Linked DNA regions of Sus scrofa: region 1 is linked to region 2. The links are chromatin contacts, called in public HiChIP or PLAC-seq maps. All regions are on one chromosome and are shown on one strand. Each heading gives the region's core, a stretch centred on a gene start, on an enhancer-like site or on the middle of the called end of the contact. The rest is flanking DNA. Distances are from core to core; before and after follow the strand shown.

The links. HiChIP or PLAC-seq counts read pairs in DNA pulled down with a chosen protein or histone mark.
Region 1: an H3K27ac HiChIP or PLAC-seq map of skeletal muscle shows a contact between it and region 2, with 6 times the contacts expected there. The contact joins two enhancer-like sites. A contact is called at or near these places in 1 of 47 Hi-C or Micro-C datasets (fetal heart ventricle) and 1 of 2 datasets of contacts at active chromatin or transcription factors (skeletal muscle).

Annotation. Positions count from the first base shown.
Region 1 is chr7:85,939,847-85,943,738 of Sscrofa11.1, forward strand. It overlaps RGMA (repulsive guidance molecule A), which reads left to right. Exons shown (of 4, transcript XM_001924865.4): 2 at 1,863-1,978. Among named protein-coding and RNA genes, the nearest start is that of RGMA, 20 kb to the left of the region's middle. Within about 2 kb of position 1,640, at least 35 of the 83 cell types and tissues checked have an H3K27ac peak or open chromatin away from gene starts, as enhancers often do. A contact at or near this core is called in skeletal muscle, where this site is marked.
Region 2 is chr7:85,218,804-85,222,404 of Sscrofa11.1, forward strand. No RefSeq gene overlaps it. Among named protein-coding and RNA genes, the nearest start is that of MCTP2, 260 kb to the left of the region's middle. Within about 2 kb of position 1,903, at least 5 of the 83 cell types and tissues checked have an H3K27ac peak or open chromatin away from gene starts, as enhancers often do. A contact at or near this core is called in skeletal muscle, where this site is marked.

The DNA.
Region 1 (3,892 bases), core at 390-2,889, 720 kb after region 2:
CCAACTATAGCATTCTGCCCACTGGGTCTTCAGATGAATTCCGGTTGGAAGGATGATCATTAGACACAGCCTGTTGAGACCTAAATATTTGAGAGAAATACAGTGGCACCCCAAACTATAAAGGCCAGCAGATGCCATCGTGGCCGTTTGCCCTAAGGAAACAACTGCTTGCTTTTGCCTGGTGGCCCAGCTGCCTGAGGCATTAGTCTCCTCTTGTACCTATTTTGTAGAAGCTAGATTCAGAAGTGTCACTGCTTCAAGAGTCCCTGTCGTGGCTCAGCCAGTTGTGAACCCGACTAGTATCCATGAGGAGGCAGATTCAATCCCTGGCCTCGAGCAGTGGGTTAAGGATCCGGCGTTGCCATGAGCTGTAGTGTAGGTTACAGATGTGACTCAGATCTGGCATTGCTGTGGCTGTGGTGTAGGTCCGCAGCTGTAGCTCCGATTCAATCCCTAGCCTGGGAACGAACTTCCATGTGCTACAGGTGTGGCACATGGAAAAAGAGAAAAAGAGAAGAAAAAGAAGAAGTATTACTGCTTCAGGTTGGGTCTACAGACCTAGCGTCCTCTTCTCCTTGCCCAAAGCTTTCTCCTCCAGAGTTCATCCTGCTCCCAGGAGGCAGCTACAGCCATGCAGCCTCTGTGGCCTTTCGCAAGTGAGGACTGCCATACGGCTTCAGAGAAACATCCAAATGGATACAAACTCGGAATTTTTTCCAAAGAACCAGATGAGTAGACTTGGAAGAGAGGTGAGGGGGGCCAAGGGAAGAATCGGTTTGACTAAAAACACTTGCTCTGGCCTATTTGTGTTCCATCAAAAGATGTTTCTTAGGAGAAGTTGCCAGTCTCTTAAATATCTTCACAGCAGCAGGAGAGCTGCCGGGGCCTAGGGAATCTTGGGGAGGAGACATTTTCCAGGTCCTGGAAAAATAAGCGACCAAGTTAAAGGAAGTCACCACCCTGATGCCCTCCCAAGAGCGGCCTTGGTGGCCTTGCCCTAGCAGCGCGGGTGGCGGGCACCGCTGCATCCACACCTCCTGCGGGTGGCAGCTGTCCTGACGCCTCCGTCAGGATCACAAGCCCCCAGCTGGGGAGCGCGGCCAGGGCAAGTCCTGAGGAAGCAGTGAGGAGGGGATGCTGGAGGCTGCAGAGTCCAGGCAGGGTGGGTGGCCCAGGGCGGAAGCCTCTAGGTGCTTTGGTGGCTGAGATCCAGCGGGCTATCCCGCCCAACGCCGGCAACTCGAAGCGATTTTTCAGCCTCCTGCACCAGGGACACATCTGAGCGAGAGAAAGGAGCCAGGGTGTCGGCGGCGTCTTCGGACGGCGGTCTAGTTGTAAAGGGGTCCTGGGGTTTGCCTCCCAGCTCAGTTTCTACTTGGGTTGGATACGTATAGGGAAGATGGGGGGCGGGGGCGCGGCCGCCCTTGAGCTCTGCCTGCCTTGGCCACCCCGGGGGGATTTGCGCCTTTTCTGTGTGCACAGCCACGGGGTTCCGGGACCCGGGGCGAGCCCTCCATCCCCCAGCCCCGGGTTCCCGAGGTCCCCGCGGCCAGCGCAGCAGCCCGGCCGCCTCCGTCCCCGCCCAGCTCCTCTCTCCCCCACCCCCCGCGGGCCGCGCTGAAACCCGAGCGCGAGGGGGCGGAACGCGCGGCGGCTGGGGCGGCGGGGCTGCGCCGACATTGGAGAGGAACCGGGTGATGGATGGCGAAGGAGGGGCGCGCGGGGCGGGGGGGCGCGCCGGGCGCCCGCGGCCGTGGTGGACCGAGCCTCCCGGCTCGCTGCTCCCGCCGGCGGAGCGAAGCTGCCCTTTCTCCGCAGCGTGATTTATTTTCTTCTTCTTTTCTTCTGAACTCTTCTTCCAGGGAGAGGCTAGTGGTAACAGGCCGAGCTGGATGGATGGGTATGGGGAGAGGGGCAGGACGTTCAGCCCTGGGATTCTGGCCGACCCTCGCCTTCCTTCTCTGCAGCTTCCCCGCAGGTAAGGCACTGCCCGCGGCCCAGGAACAGCAGGCTGGGCGGGCCCGCCTAGCTCCCCGGGTCTCCTCGCAGCGCTGGGCCACAGGTTTTTGAGCGAGTCGGAGCTCAAGTTCGTCGGGCCCCCGCCTCCCACTTCCACGCGTCTTTGTCTCTCCCGCGCCCCGCCAAAGGCGCAGTGGATGCCCGTGGGGACCAGGGGGGAATCCCTCCTAGTTTGGAATGAAAAGGAGCAGGCGGGGAGGTCGCTGGCGCCTGGGATGTCTCCCAACTTCCAAAAAAGGGGGTACCGGGGATGCGCCCCTTAGGGGCCTCGGAGAAAGAGAAGGGGAAGGGGAGGCACGGACTCGTAGCAGGGGGCACTTTCTCCACCTACTCGCCCAGCACTTTGCAAATCTGCCGGGTGCCCAGGGGTGGAGCCGGGGGCGCCCCTGAGGTCCCAGCCCAGTCCCTGACCGCCCCCTCCCGCGGGACCCGGTCCAGCCCCCACGCGCTCGCCACGCGGGGAAGCCCACGGACAGGGCTCCAACTAGTCCTTATTCCTGTTTGATAACATTCTGCCTCGCCCCCTGTTTGTTTTTATTGTGTCAGAAAAGGAGAGAATTTCAGAATTAAAGCTGAAAAAGCCCATCTGTTTCCAATGAATCCCCCATAGTTTTTCACAATGTTTTTGGCAGATCGCTGCTTTCAAATTCCTCCGAGCCCGGACCTCTTGTTTTTGTTGGGGGAAGGGAGACCAACTCCACAGAGAAGCATTTGTTCCTTCCCAAACGCTCCAGTTTCTTTACTTTTTTTTTTTTTTTTTCCTTTCGGGGGGAGGAGGAAGGCACGAAACTTAAATCCCGGGTCTGTTTTCTTTATAATGTTTCATTAAAGTTTATTCCATTTTTGCCATAAACTACTCACAGCCTGGAAACGCCAGTTAAACTCCGTAGACCCATTTTTCTCTTGCTAAAAATACAAATAAACCCAGCGTCATGGGCCAAATAGTCCCCCATGCAAGGCAGGATTTCCCGGCTGTTTCCATTGTGCTGCGGGTTCTGAGGCGTCTTTTTACAACACCACCACCAAAAAAAAACCCCAAGAGCTTGTTTCGCTCAGCAGCCTGAATGGATCCGCAGCCCCCGCGCTCTACTGAGCTTTGCAAGAAAGGACTTGAGTTAGACTGGGATTGGGTTGTTTTGTTTTGCTTCTCAGCCAACTGGGTTTCAGGAACTGGCAGAACTGGGCAGTCCAGACTCAGCCTGGCTGTAAGTTGGGGCTCCCGGTGGGAGGACTGTGCAGGCAGCTGTAAGGGGCAAGGGATCCATTTACTTTCCCGCCCCATCCCTGCTCCAGCACCCCCACCCCAGCCCTGCTCCAGCACCATCCACCCCACCCCCCACCCCCAGCCTGCTGGACCCCTTGCCCCAGGGGCCTCCAGAGAGTCTCAACCAGCTCACAGGCCTGAATTCCACTGGGGAGGTTCCAGCCAAATACAGGATGAGGGGTGTCAATGTCCCAAAGAGCCCTTGGACCTCCTGCACCCTCACCTGGAATATTACAACCTCCCTAGAGGGTCAAACAGCAGGGTGACCTGCTCCCTCTCGCCCCATCCCTTTTTTTAAGGCAATTTCCCCACCTATAGAAGGGTCTGGTTGGAAGACTGGTTTGGTTCCCTCCCAGAATTTTAAATGACCCTCTTCTTTAAAAAAAGAAATCCCCCTTTTGGAGAAGCAGGAGTTTGCAATGTGTGTGCGTCTTGGTTTGGTCCAGATAAAGATCCAGCCCATTGAAAGTTTTATCAGATGGGTTGATAAATGGCTTTTGTCCCTTGGCTGCTGTGGGGGATGTGATCTCAGCTTGGAGCTGAAATTGAGAAGGGGGGCTTTAGAGGCCCTTAAAACAACACCTTCCTGCTCTTAAAGTGGCAGCACTT
Region 2 (3,601 bases), core at 653-3,152:
TAAAATTTCTCTGTGTTCCATCTGTACTCCCCTACCCCAAGCAACCATTGTTTTTTGTTTTTTGGTTTTTTTTACTGTTTTTGTAATTCTGCCATTTCCAGAATGTCATCCAGTTGGAACAAATACAGTATGCAGCCTTTTCATATTGGCTTTTTCACTTAGTAGTATTCAATTCAGATTTCTCCATGTCTTTTTATGGCTGCACAGCTTATTCTTTTTAGCACTGAATAATATTCCATTATATGTGGTCTGGATGTGCCACAGTTTATTTACCCATTCACCTACTGAAGGACATGTTGGTGGCTTCCAAGTTTGGGCAATTATGCATCAAGCTACCATAAATATCTGTGGTCAGATTTTTGTGTGGAGATAAGCTTTCAACTCCTTTTGGGTAAGTACAGCTGCTGAACTGTATAATAAGAATGTGTTTAGTTTTGTAAGAAACCACCAAACTGTCTTCTAAAGTGACTGTACCGTTTTCTGAAATCACATTTTGATAGTTCAGTTTCTGGATAGAAAACTTGAAGTGACCAGTGTGCTTGTCTCTTGCCTAAGAAGAGAACAAGCCACAGAACTTGCCAAGGCAGTGGGAGACAATACATAAGTTGTTAGGCAAACTAAACGTGTCTGGCCCCTGCTTGTGAGACATTCCCATTGTACAGTAGGCAACATACACTTGGAACCGCCTCCCCAGTCACATGAAGAGACCAGGCAGGATAGACTGGGGCTTGAATTCTGTCCTTGTTATAATCCATAGAAAAATGTCCTACCTTTCTAATCCTCGGTTTATCCATCTGTCAAACAGAGATTATAATGCCTGCTTTAAGGTTTTCATAAGGACCAAATGAATCAAATCAGCAAAGTACAGTCACTTAACTCAATGTCTGACATATAGCTCAGTAGTCAATAAGTGCTCATTCTATTTTCTTTTTATAAAGGGGGGAAAATATTTAAGCATAAGAGCTGAAAAGTTTTTGAACCAAAGAGTTCAGAATAGAGTTTCTTAGAATAATTAAAGCTTGAGAATCTTTTGATTGGATTGAAAAATTAGATTGAACATATGAGCGGGAACATGAATAAGCACAAAGATGAATTAAAAGCCCAGTTCTGTGAAAGAAGGATATACGTTCTCATTAAGTCTCTCACTTAGGGAAGGAGGTCACCTCAGAACTTCTGTTTAAAAGCTGTAATGAGAGCTCAAGTTTACTGAGCACCTTATACATGCAATTATTCTCACTATTGCATTATTATTATTTTTAATAGTTATTTCCCCAATACATTTTTTTTCTACCGTACAGCATGGTGACCCACATACTTGTACACATTCTATTTTCTTACATTATCATGCTCCATAATAAGTGACCACGCATAGTTCCCAGCAGGATCTCATTGCTAATCCATTCCAAAGGCAACAGTTTGTATCTATTAACCCCAAGCACCCCATTTATCCCACTCCCTCCCCCTCCCCCTTGGCAACCACAAGTCTATTCTGCAAGTCCATGATTTTTTCTGTATTATCACCATTTTATTTACAGGTATCTTTACTTCCTCACCTTCATGGAGGAAGGAACTGAGGCACAGAGCAGTCCCATCACCTGCCCAAAGCATTTACTCCATAACAGAAGCAGGTTTTGCATTGAGATGAGCCTATGCTCTAATCTGCTACAGTGCAGACCTGCCTTTTGTGACCTATCAAGCAGGGACTGGCTCTTTCTAACATGGACTTGGGAAATCTTTCAGCAGTGACAGTCACGTCCCAGGGACGGCTGCTGAATAGAAAGAGGGACAGCCAGACAGCTGCTTCCTGATCTAATGGCCTCTCTTTCTCTAGGGCTGGCTTCTGCATCTATTACGTGGATCAAATTTGAAAGCAGGGCTATGTTTCTTCTGGATCCAGTCAGCTGCCTTGAATACAGAAAATACTCTGCTATTTATCGCTGTCATAAATTACTCGTGGTGTGCTGTGAAAGGCTGAGGATGCTGCCAAGCAGGAATTTATCAATATGGTCAAAAAGCTCCCACCCTGTTCCAGCCCCAATCTGTATATTGATTATTTTTATAAAGCAGTAAAAATAAGTTTAAACAAAATTAAAAAAAAATGAAGCATAATGCTACTCACTAAATATATATATGTGTATGTGTTTTTAATATATTAATTTATAGCTGAAAGCCAGACCGTGTCTTCAATCATACAGTAATTTGTCCTTAGAGGGAAAACTGACACATACTCATGCCTGTCCATGCAATAGCAGCATTGGAACGGTAATTGTTTCATACATAATTTAGGCCATTTGTGTAACAAATAAAGCATTTGAAAACCAACCAGGAACAACTCATGTTTCATAATAGTATCAAAAACTAGCATCTGTGAGTTACATGCCTCATTTAAAAAGCCTAAATTATTGGCTGGCAGTTTATGGGAATTATCTCCTGTATGGAACGATTTGCTTTGGCCGGGGGGTGGGGGGTGGGTGTCAGGATTTTGTTTTAATTCTATGCCAGGTTAGGTTTTTTTTTAATCAATATAACTGTAATATCATTGAATATCACAATCATCCCTTAATATATTTTCCATTTTTGGTTTATTTTGATAATAATAAGAATTTAACAAATAAAAATGCACTTCAAAAACAGGCTTTTTTGGAATCCTCTGGTGTCTTGACGGGTTAAAGATCTGGCATTGTCACTGCTGTGGTGCGGGTTTGATCCCATGACCCAGGAACTTCTGTGTGCCATGGGTGTGGCCAAAAAAAACCCCCAAGTTTTTCTTATGATGTTAATACAATTTTTGACTATGTAATTCTGACTACATTATACACATATAACTAATGATGTTTGTGGATTTTCTCACTTATTTATTCATTAAACCTATATATGCAGGAACTGTGTGAACTACAGGAGAAGAAAATGATGGCAAAATGGACCCTTTTTTTTGGCACTTACATTCTTGAGTATGGTTGGCAAACTTTCCCTGTAAAGGGACAGTTATTTTAGGCATCAGGGACCATAAAGTCTCTATTGCAACTACTTAACTCTGCTGTTATAGTGCACAGGCAGCTCTGGGCAATATTCAAAAGAATAAGCTTGTCTGTGTTCTGGGAAAACTTTACAAAAATATTCAAGGGACTGGATTTGGACTTCAAGCTGTAGTTTTCTAACCCCTAGTCTAGAGGGAAAGCTGACTATCAAATAATCAGGCTGATGTTTGCTAAGTTATGCTTGAAAACTGTAAAACTGCATTTGGCAAAGAGATGAGTGCTGTATTTGAAGACTGGCATGAACAACAGGCTGGTTCCATGTGGACAAAACGGTCAGAGAGGTCTTTCCTGGAAAGGGATGATAGAGCTGATGCTGGAATGTTGGAGTAGAAGTTAATTTGGCAAAAAGCCAGCTCAGGGGAAGGGTGCTCCATGCAGAAGGAACAGAATATGCAACAGCCTTGTAATACAAGGGTGTTTTAGCTTTAGGAAGTGAAGGAAGGCCATAGCGGCCAGAACAAGGCAAACATGAGGGCCTGAAAGATGGAGAGGTGAGCAAAACTTTTCAGATGAGCAAGTATAGAAAAAGCAAGGCCAGCAGTGCTTTGTGAGGTGCCCCCAAA